2 separate regions of the Mus musculus genome follow, and region 2 is linked to region 1. Evidence: chromatin contacts called from public HiChIP or PLAC-seq data. All regions are on one chromosome and are shown on one strand. Each heading gives the region's core, a stretch centred on a gene start, on an enhancer-like site or on the middle of the called end of the contact. The rest is flanking DNA. Distances are from core to core; before and after follow the strand shown. Region 1 overlaps Mink1 (misshapen-like kinase 1 (zebrafish)). Region 2 overlaps Rabep1 (rabaptin, RAB GTPase binding effector protein 1).

Region 1 (3,567 bases), core at 314-2,813:
CTGGGCTCGATTCCCAGCACCCCAGAACACCAGGCAGATGGTGTCATCTGCCTGTAACCCCAGCACTCAGCAAGTAGGAGGATCAGACTCTCCAGACCATCTCAGAAACCGTGTAAGCCAGCCTAGTCTATTCAAGACCCTGCCTCCAGAGAAGGAGGGAGAAAAACAAGGGTCTCTAAAAGTAATGGGGGGCAGGGAGGGAGGTCATAGATAAGTATTACCTGAAAGCAGATTTTTTTTTTTAAGAGGAGGAGACCGTTCTTATAGTTGGCAAAACCCAAGTAGTAACAAGAGAGTAAGACCATGCACTCAGGAGGGCAGGAAGAGATGACGCTCAGACTTTCTGGAGAACAGATTTAAAGAAATGAGCAGCCCTGTGACGTGGCACATGCCTGCTATCCCAGCTACTCAGGAAACTGAGGCAGGAAGAACACATGCTCACGGCCTTTGTGAGCAACTTGTGACCCTGTCTCAAATAAGAAGGGGCTGGCAATGTAGCTCAGTGGGAAGGACAGAAGGTAAAAACCCTTCCCCTCTTCAGACAACAGCTTCCTGGAAGGTACTGAAGTGTTAAGAAGATGCTGAAAGGCAAGCCTTTGTAGCTGGTGCAGAAAGGAAGTCAGAAGCACAGGATGCAATGATAGCTGGGCACATCCTTTAACCTCACACTGCCACCCCATCTCTTCTCACAAGAATTCACAGATGGAAAAACATCTTCAAGTCCATAACATGCTACAAATTTGCATGAGTCACTGTAAGAATCGACCCCCACAGAACAGAGAATCTGTGGCAAGAGGTGGTTTTCTAAGACAGTCGATGTTTCTAGCATTCAAGAGTGAAAAGGAGCAGCTTAGGAGAAAAAGAGAATGAGTGGAACTAAGAGGCAGGAGAGAGAGAGAAAGAGAAAGAGAAAGGAGGGGGGGAGAGAGAGGGAGAGAAAGAGGGGGGAGGAAGGGGGGAGAGAAAGAAGGGGAGGAAGAGAGAGGGAGAGAGGGAGACAGAGGGGGGGAGGGGAAAGAGAGGGAGGGAGGGAGGGAGGGAGGTAGGGAGAAGGTTGTGTTCCAGTGGGGAAGGGAAGGCCTAGAAGCAGGAAGGAAGCAGGCAGGAGACACCGGCCCATTCACTCTGGCAGCTACCAAGCTGACAGAGGAGGACTACAGCAGTAACGGAGGAGGACTACAGCAGTAATCAGGGGTTGGGTAACGGAGGAGGACTACAGCAGTAATCAGGGGTTGGGTAATAACAAGGCTTCTTTCTCCCTGCCGATTTCCAGCCGCAGCACAAACAAATCATTACTCCTCATTGCCAGCCTCCTACTGTTGAATCAGGTGTCCACAGAGCCAAGGAAGAGACCTGTGGCCCATCTTAGCTCTATATTGCTTCTAGTTATACAAGAAGTCCAACAGGATGCCATAAGAAAGGGTAAGAAAAAAAAACTATAGAAATGAGCAGCTGCGTCTGGTGGCACACGCCTGTCATCCCAGCTACTCAGGAGATCGAGGCAGGCGGAGCACACACACTCATGGCCTGTGTGGGCAACTTGTGGCCCTGTCTCAAACAGGAAGTAAAGGGGCTGGGGATGTAGTTCAGTGGGAAAGCACTTGCCTACTAACATAGAAGGCCCAGGCACCACTGGAGACAGAAAGGTGAGGCCAGATGAAAAGAGCACCCCCTACCCCACCCTACCCCACCCCAGACAGACAGCGGCCTACTGAAGGCTCTAAAGTGTTCAGAGGCCGACAAAGAAAACCAAGAACTGAGCACAGAGTGCCAGGCTGAGTCAGGGGAAGAAGAGCGGGCGGAGGGTAGGGACAGCAGGGTGTGGAAAATGACTGTCTGAATCACAGAGTTAGAAAGAAGGCCAGGGTTACTCTCTACAGGGTGGAGACCAGGTAGTCCTGGCTCCACCAAGAACCAAGCCAGAAAAAAAAAAAATCGCAGCTAAAGGGAGCTGGGTATGGAGGAACTTCCTGACCAGCAGGATGGAACCAGCACAGCCACCCAACTTTTCACCAGGCCTGGCTCTCCACTTTGCCTAAGAAACCTCCTCGGACCCCTCTCACACCAACTCCAAGTCAGTTCATGTATTCACTCACCAAACATCGATCAGCAGATAAGGCACTTGCTTCGATAGCCTGCTAACCGGGAACATATGTAAAAGTGCAAGGTAAACAAGGAGATCTTCCACATGTGTGCCATGGCACGCATACTCCTACCTACACCCACACCCACCCCTACACCCACACCCACCCCTACACACACACACACCCCTACAGACACACATACACACACTCACCTCATTAAACATCAAGTGCCTAAGGCTGAGGGTGTACCTCATCTGGGAGTGTGCTTGCCTAACACGCATGAAGCCTACACGCATGGAGCATGTTCTATCCTCAGCATCTCATAAAACTGCAAGAAGTGGACACACCTGTGATCTCAGCACTCAAGTGGTAAAGGCAGAAAGAGCAGAAGTTCAAGGTCACCCAGATGCATCACAAGTTAAAGCTAGCCTGTTCTTACACGGGAAGCAGAGTAGAGAGCTGGCTCTGCAGTTCTAAGCTGGCTGCTCTTGCAGAACATGCTTTGTTCCTAGCAACCACACTCTCCACACTCACACTCACCTGTAACGCCAGCTCCAGGGGTTCCCAAGCCCTGTTCTGACTCTGCGAGCTCCTATCGTGTGTAAGAATCACATACATACATGCAGGCAAACATACAGATAAAATAAAACTTTTGTTTTTAATGAAATAGCTGGGAAGCGAAGGTGTTAGTGACTAGAACGTGACAGGTAATACAGAATAGAGAGCCCTCCCCTCAGGGAGCTTACAGTCTACTTGACAAGGCATCTACTCGAGAAGGCATCTACTGAAGGAAGATACAGTTAGTTACACAGCTATAAGTCCTAAAGAAAGGGGACTGGGTACTATGACAGACCAATAGGGAAGGAAAGCCAGCAAAGGACATGATATTTAAGCTGAAGCCACAGGGACAGTAAGTTAACCCAGCCAAGGATACAGGGGAGCCAAATATGCTCGCTAGCCAGCCCTCAGTCTGTACGTTACAGAAAGCTCTTGCTGCATGTTTATACAGAAGCCCTGCCTCTCACATCCCAAGTGTATCCCCACCAGACTGCCCCCCCCCCCCCCGTGAGTGCTTCCTCTGGGTGGGCCCATAGTTTTCACAAAAGCAGGCAGGGGCAAAGAAACTGCCCTGGGACTGCAGGGAACCCTGACTCGGGGCAAATCCAGCAGGAGTTTCGTGTTTGGGTATGATTTAAGTCACTCCTTCTCTCAGGAACCCTGGAAGACTGAGGGGCTGTGGCTGGAGAGCTCTAGGACAGCCAACAGGAGCTGGGGAGCAAGCTCTGCAACTCCAGACCACACCTCAGGCCGTGGGGAAATCAATCGACTGGCTGCTTTCTCCTTAAACAAAACTAAGTCAGGGGAGAATGGGAGCTGAGCCTCTGAGATCCCCCTCCTTGCGCAGGAAAAGGGGCTTCACACCCTGTATCCAATAAGCATTTCCCAGGCTAAGCACTTTCATTTGACACTCTCAAAAGTCCTA
Region 2 (3,672 bases), core at 43-2,542, 290 kb before region 1:
CTGACAAGCTGGCCCTTTTACTCCATCTTTGAAAATGAGAACTAGTGTTAATCTGACCTACAATTCCAGGTACACTTCAAGGCAAATGGCTATGATGGTAATCAGTAACAAAAGCCTTAAATTTTTATATAACGTTTACATAGGCAATTTCCTTACTAGAAATTTGTCTTTGAGAAGATATCATGGAAATATGTGTAAAGATTTCATTCCAGAAGTATTAATGACTGCAGAACAGTTGAAACTCTAAAACATCAGTGAATTATGACTAAGGTATTCCCCCTCTCTGTCTATAGTCTCACTTACCATAGTTTCCAATACCAGTGGTCAAAGTATAACAGTTAAAATACCAGAAATAATTCATAAGTTTTAAAGTGTACATTTTGAGCAGCATAAAGAATTCACATCCTCCCACCCCAGCCTATACAGGATATGAATCATCTTTGTCCCCCCTATTCACACAATATATGCTACTCACTGGTAACTTGCTAGCTACTGTCACATGCTTCTGCTCATGGAACCTTTAATTTACTTAATAATTGTGTTAAAGCATAAAGTAGTAATGCTAACAATTTATGGAAGTGAAAGGGAAGCAGTAGAATGCTTCTTTTAGACAAAAGATTAAAGTACAAAGAGATATTCTGAGAGCTAGAGACTACATTCGCCCCAACTATTACATTTATCCAATTATTACAAAACATAATTATAGTGTTTTATAATATTATTGACCTCATACTGTGCCTAATTTGTATTTTATCATAGGTACATATGCATATGGAAAAAGCATAAAATATGTGGGGCTCAGTATTACCCATGGTTTCAGATCCATCTGGGGTCTTGGAATGTGTCACCCATAGATAAGGATCTGCAGTGCCTAACAACAGAAAATCCACAAAATACACTACCTACCTTAATTCAAGATGAAACCTGAATGTGAACACAACAAATTCTACCAATCAAAAAGAAATAAGTATTTCCTATACTAAACTGTCAAGAATAGAATAAATTCCAATTTGTGTTTCCAAATTAGTATAGCCATGGTAACAAAGTCTAATAAAATATCAAAATAAAAAACTATGCCAATCTCAAGAGCATAACTGCAAAGATTTGCAAATCAAATGTAGCTACATACTAGAATATCAAACCAACAAAATTATCTAGAGTTTATCTCATATATGCTAGAGCTATATAGCATTAGAAAATCCATTAGTATAATTCATTTTGTTGAACAGTTCAAACATATGTGAGATAGCACCACAAATTACAAAGGGAAGTGAAGCCATTAAGGAAATTTCTTTTAAAAAACAGAATTACCAAACAGGATGATTCACATGCCTGACGTTGGCAAATGTAATGAAGTAAACAGCAAAAGATCAAAAAGAACAAATATACCCCCAAATCAAAGCTGTTTTCTTTTTCCTACAGGAGAGAGGAAAAAAACAAACAAACATAGCAGTAACCAGGTCCCCAGAAGAAAGTAGAAAATAGGAGTGTGGGTCACTGACATGTCTGAGAAGACAAATAGCATTTCTTGAGGTGTACACACAAAAACCGAACCCTTTACATTTTAAACCACTAGAAATTGTTTTTCCAATTAATCTCAGATGAAAGTAGTCATAACTGGCAACAAAAGAAGGCTTGGGCTGAGGCAGGAGAATCAGCAGTTCCATAACAAACCACCACAGCTGAAAAAGTAAAAGTACAGTAACAGCTGGGATTGTAGAGCGATAGCAGGCTTGCCCAGCATGTGTGAGACCCTTGGTTTTAATGCCAGAACTGCAAAACAAACAAAACAACTAATAGACATACACATGCCTGCATATAGTTACATATATATATAAAAGTTCATTTCTACATTTTGTTTTCTATGGGCAATAAGAATTTTATCTAAAATTATTAAATATTGTTAAGAAAGAAAAATAACTTGATATATATTCTAACTTAATAAACAGCTCACAGATGCTGGAGAGATGGCTCAGTGGTTAAGAGCACTGACTGATCTTCCGAAGGTCCTGAGTTCAAATCCCAGCAACCACCCATAATGAGATCTGACCATCTCTTCTGAAGACAGCTACAGTGTACTTACATATAACAATAAATAAATCTTAAAAAACAGCTCACAAAGAAACAATAAGGTTGGATATGGTAGCATACACCTTTAATCCCAGTACTTGGGAGGGAATTTTGTTTGTTTGTTTTGATTTTGTTTTTCAAGATGGAGTTCCTTGTATACATAGCCTTGGCTGTCCTGGAACTAGCTCTGTAGACCAGGCTGTCCTTGAACTCAAAGATCCAACTGCCCCTGCCTCCCAAATGCTGGGATTAAAGACCAACACTACCAAGCCCAGCTTCTACTCAACTTTCATTTACTCAACTTAGAAGCAGAAATGAAACTACCTTTAAAAAGATTAAAAGGATTACTTTTTTTGTTGTTGTTGTTGTTTTTCAAGAAAGGGTTTCTCTGTGTAGCCCTGGCTGTCCTAGAACTCACTCTGTAGACCAGGCTAGCCTCGAACTCAGAAATCCACCTGCCTCTGCCTCCCAAGTGCTGGGATTAAAGGCATGCGATACCACTGCCAGGCTAAAAGGATTACCTAATATAAGTAATATATTTAACTTGATACAGTAAAGGTAAAGAGCTAGAAAGCTGGCTCAATGAGAGAGCACACTGCTCTTGCAGATAGGAGCTCAATTCTTAGTACCCAGTTCTGGTGGCTCACAACCTCCTATAACTCCAGCTCCCTGGAGCCAATGCCCTCTTCTGGCCTTCACAGGTGCCTACACTTAGAAGTGTACATACACAGATTCACTAAGATTTTTAAAAAAAAAGATCCAAACTTGAACAAAGAAAAAAACCCTGGTTTGTCTTTCTTAGTTTATAATTCAATGAAAACACTTTACCTTCTTATACACATTAACTGGGAGTCAAACCTGGACCCCTACCTAGTACATGGTATTTTTAAGTGTTGTATTGCACAAGAAAGATAAAGTGGAAAAAAACATATGTGTTCGTACTGAATTTTATCTGAATGAGTAAATACTCAAAAATAGCCAAGAAAATTTTCAAATGATTGATGAAGGACATCTGGCTCTTTAAATACTAAAACATTACAGAAAAAAATAATAAATAAAACTATGGAGTACAACTATAGAATTGTCAGCTGAATAACAACACTAATACTGGACTAATCACTGCAGAATGCAAAAACAATAGCCAGCCATTTATCTGATTCCTTACATCAAAATAAAAACCTCACTGTAATCAAATATTTAAAAGTAAACACTAGAAAATAGCAGGCAGAACATAAACCTCAATGCCCCAAAGAAAAACCCTGGTAACTGAGTCACATAAAACTGAAAATGCTTCTACTCCCATTTTCAGATCCTGGATGGTTTTGTTCAATTCCTTCACCTGTTTGGTTGTGTTTTCCTGTAGTTCTTTAAGGGATTTTTGTTTTTCTTTTTTAAGGGCTTCTACCTGTTTACCTGTGTTCTCCTGTATTTCTTTAAGGGGGTTATTAATGTCCTTCTTAAAACCCTCTACCAGCATCATGAGATATGATTTTAAATCCAAATCTTGCTTTTCTGATGTTAGGGTATCCAAGACTCTCTGTGTTGGGAGTACTGGGTTCTGATGATGCCAAGTAGTCTTGGTTTCTGTTGGTAAGATTCTTA

Evidence for each region. HiChIP or PLAC-seq counts read pairs in DNA pulled down with a chosen protein or histone mark.
Region 2: a contact with region 1 is called in a CTCF HiChIP or PLAC-seq map of the NIH/3T3 cell line, with 5 read pairs. The contact joins two enhancer-like sites. A contact is called at or near these places in 1 of 15 datasets of contacts at CTCF or cohesin (the NIH/3T3 cell line) and 1 of 115 datasets of contacts at active chromatin or transcription factors (bone marrow-derived macrophages).

What each region holds. Positions count from the first base shown.
Region 1 is chr11:70,578,122-70,581,688 of GRCm38.p6, reverse strand. All of the region lies in intron 1 of Mink1 (misshapen-like kinase 1 (zebrafish)), which reads right to left. Among named protein-coding and RNA genes, the nearest start is that of Mink1, 17 kb to the right of the region's middle. Within about 2 kb of position 1,563, at least 132 of the 459 cell types and tissues checked have an H3K27ac peak or open chromatin away from gene starts, as enhancers often do. A contact at or near this core is called in the NIH/3T3 cell line and bone marrow-derived macrophages, where this site is marked.
Region 2 is chr11:70,863,446-70,867,117 of GRCm38.p6, reverse strand. The region is part of intron 1 of Rabep1 (rabaptin, RAB GTPase binding effector protein 1); the gene reads right to left. Among named protein-coding and RNA genes, the nearest start is that of Rabep1, 21 kb to the right of the region's middle. Within about 2 kb of position 1,292, at least 12 of the 459 cell types and tissues checked have an H3K27ac peak or open chromatin away from gene starts, as enhancers often do. A contact at or near this core is called in the NIH/3T3 cell line and bone marrow-derived macrophages, where this site is marked.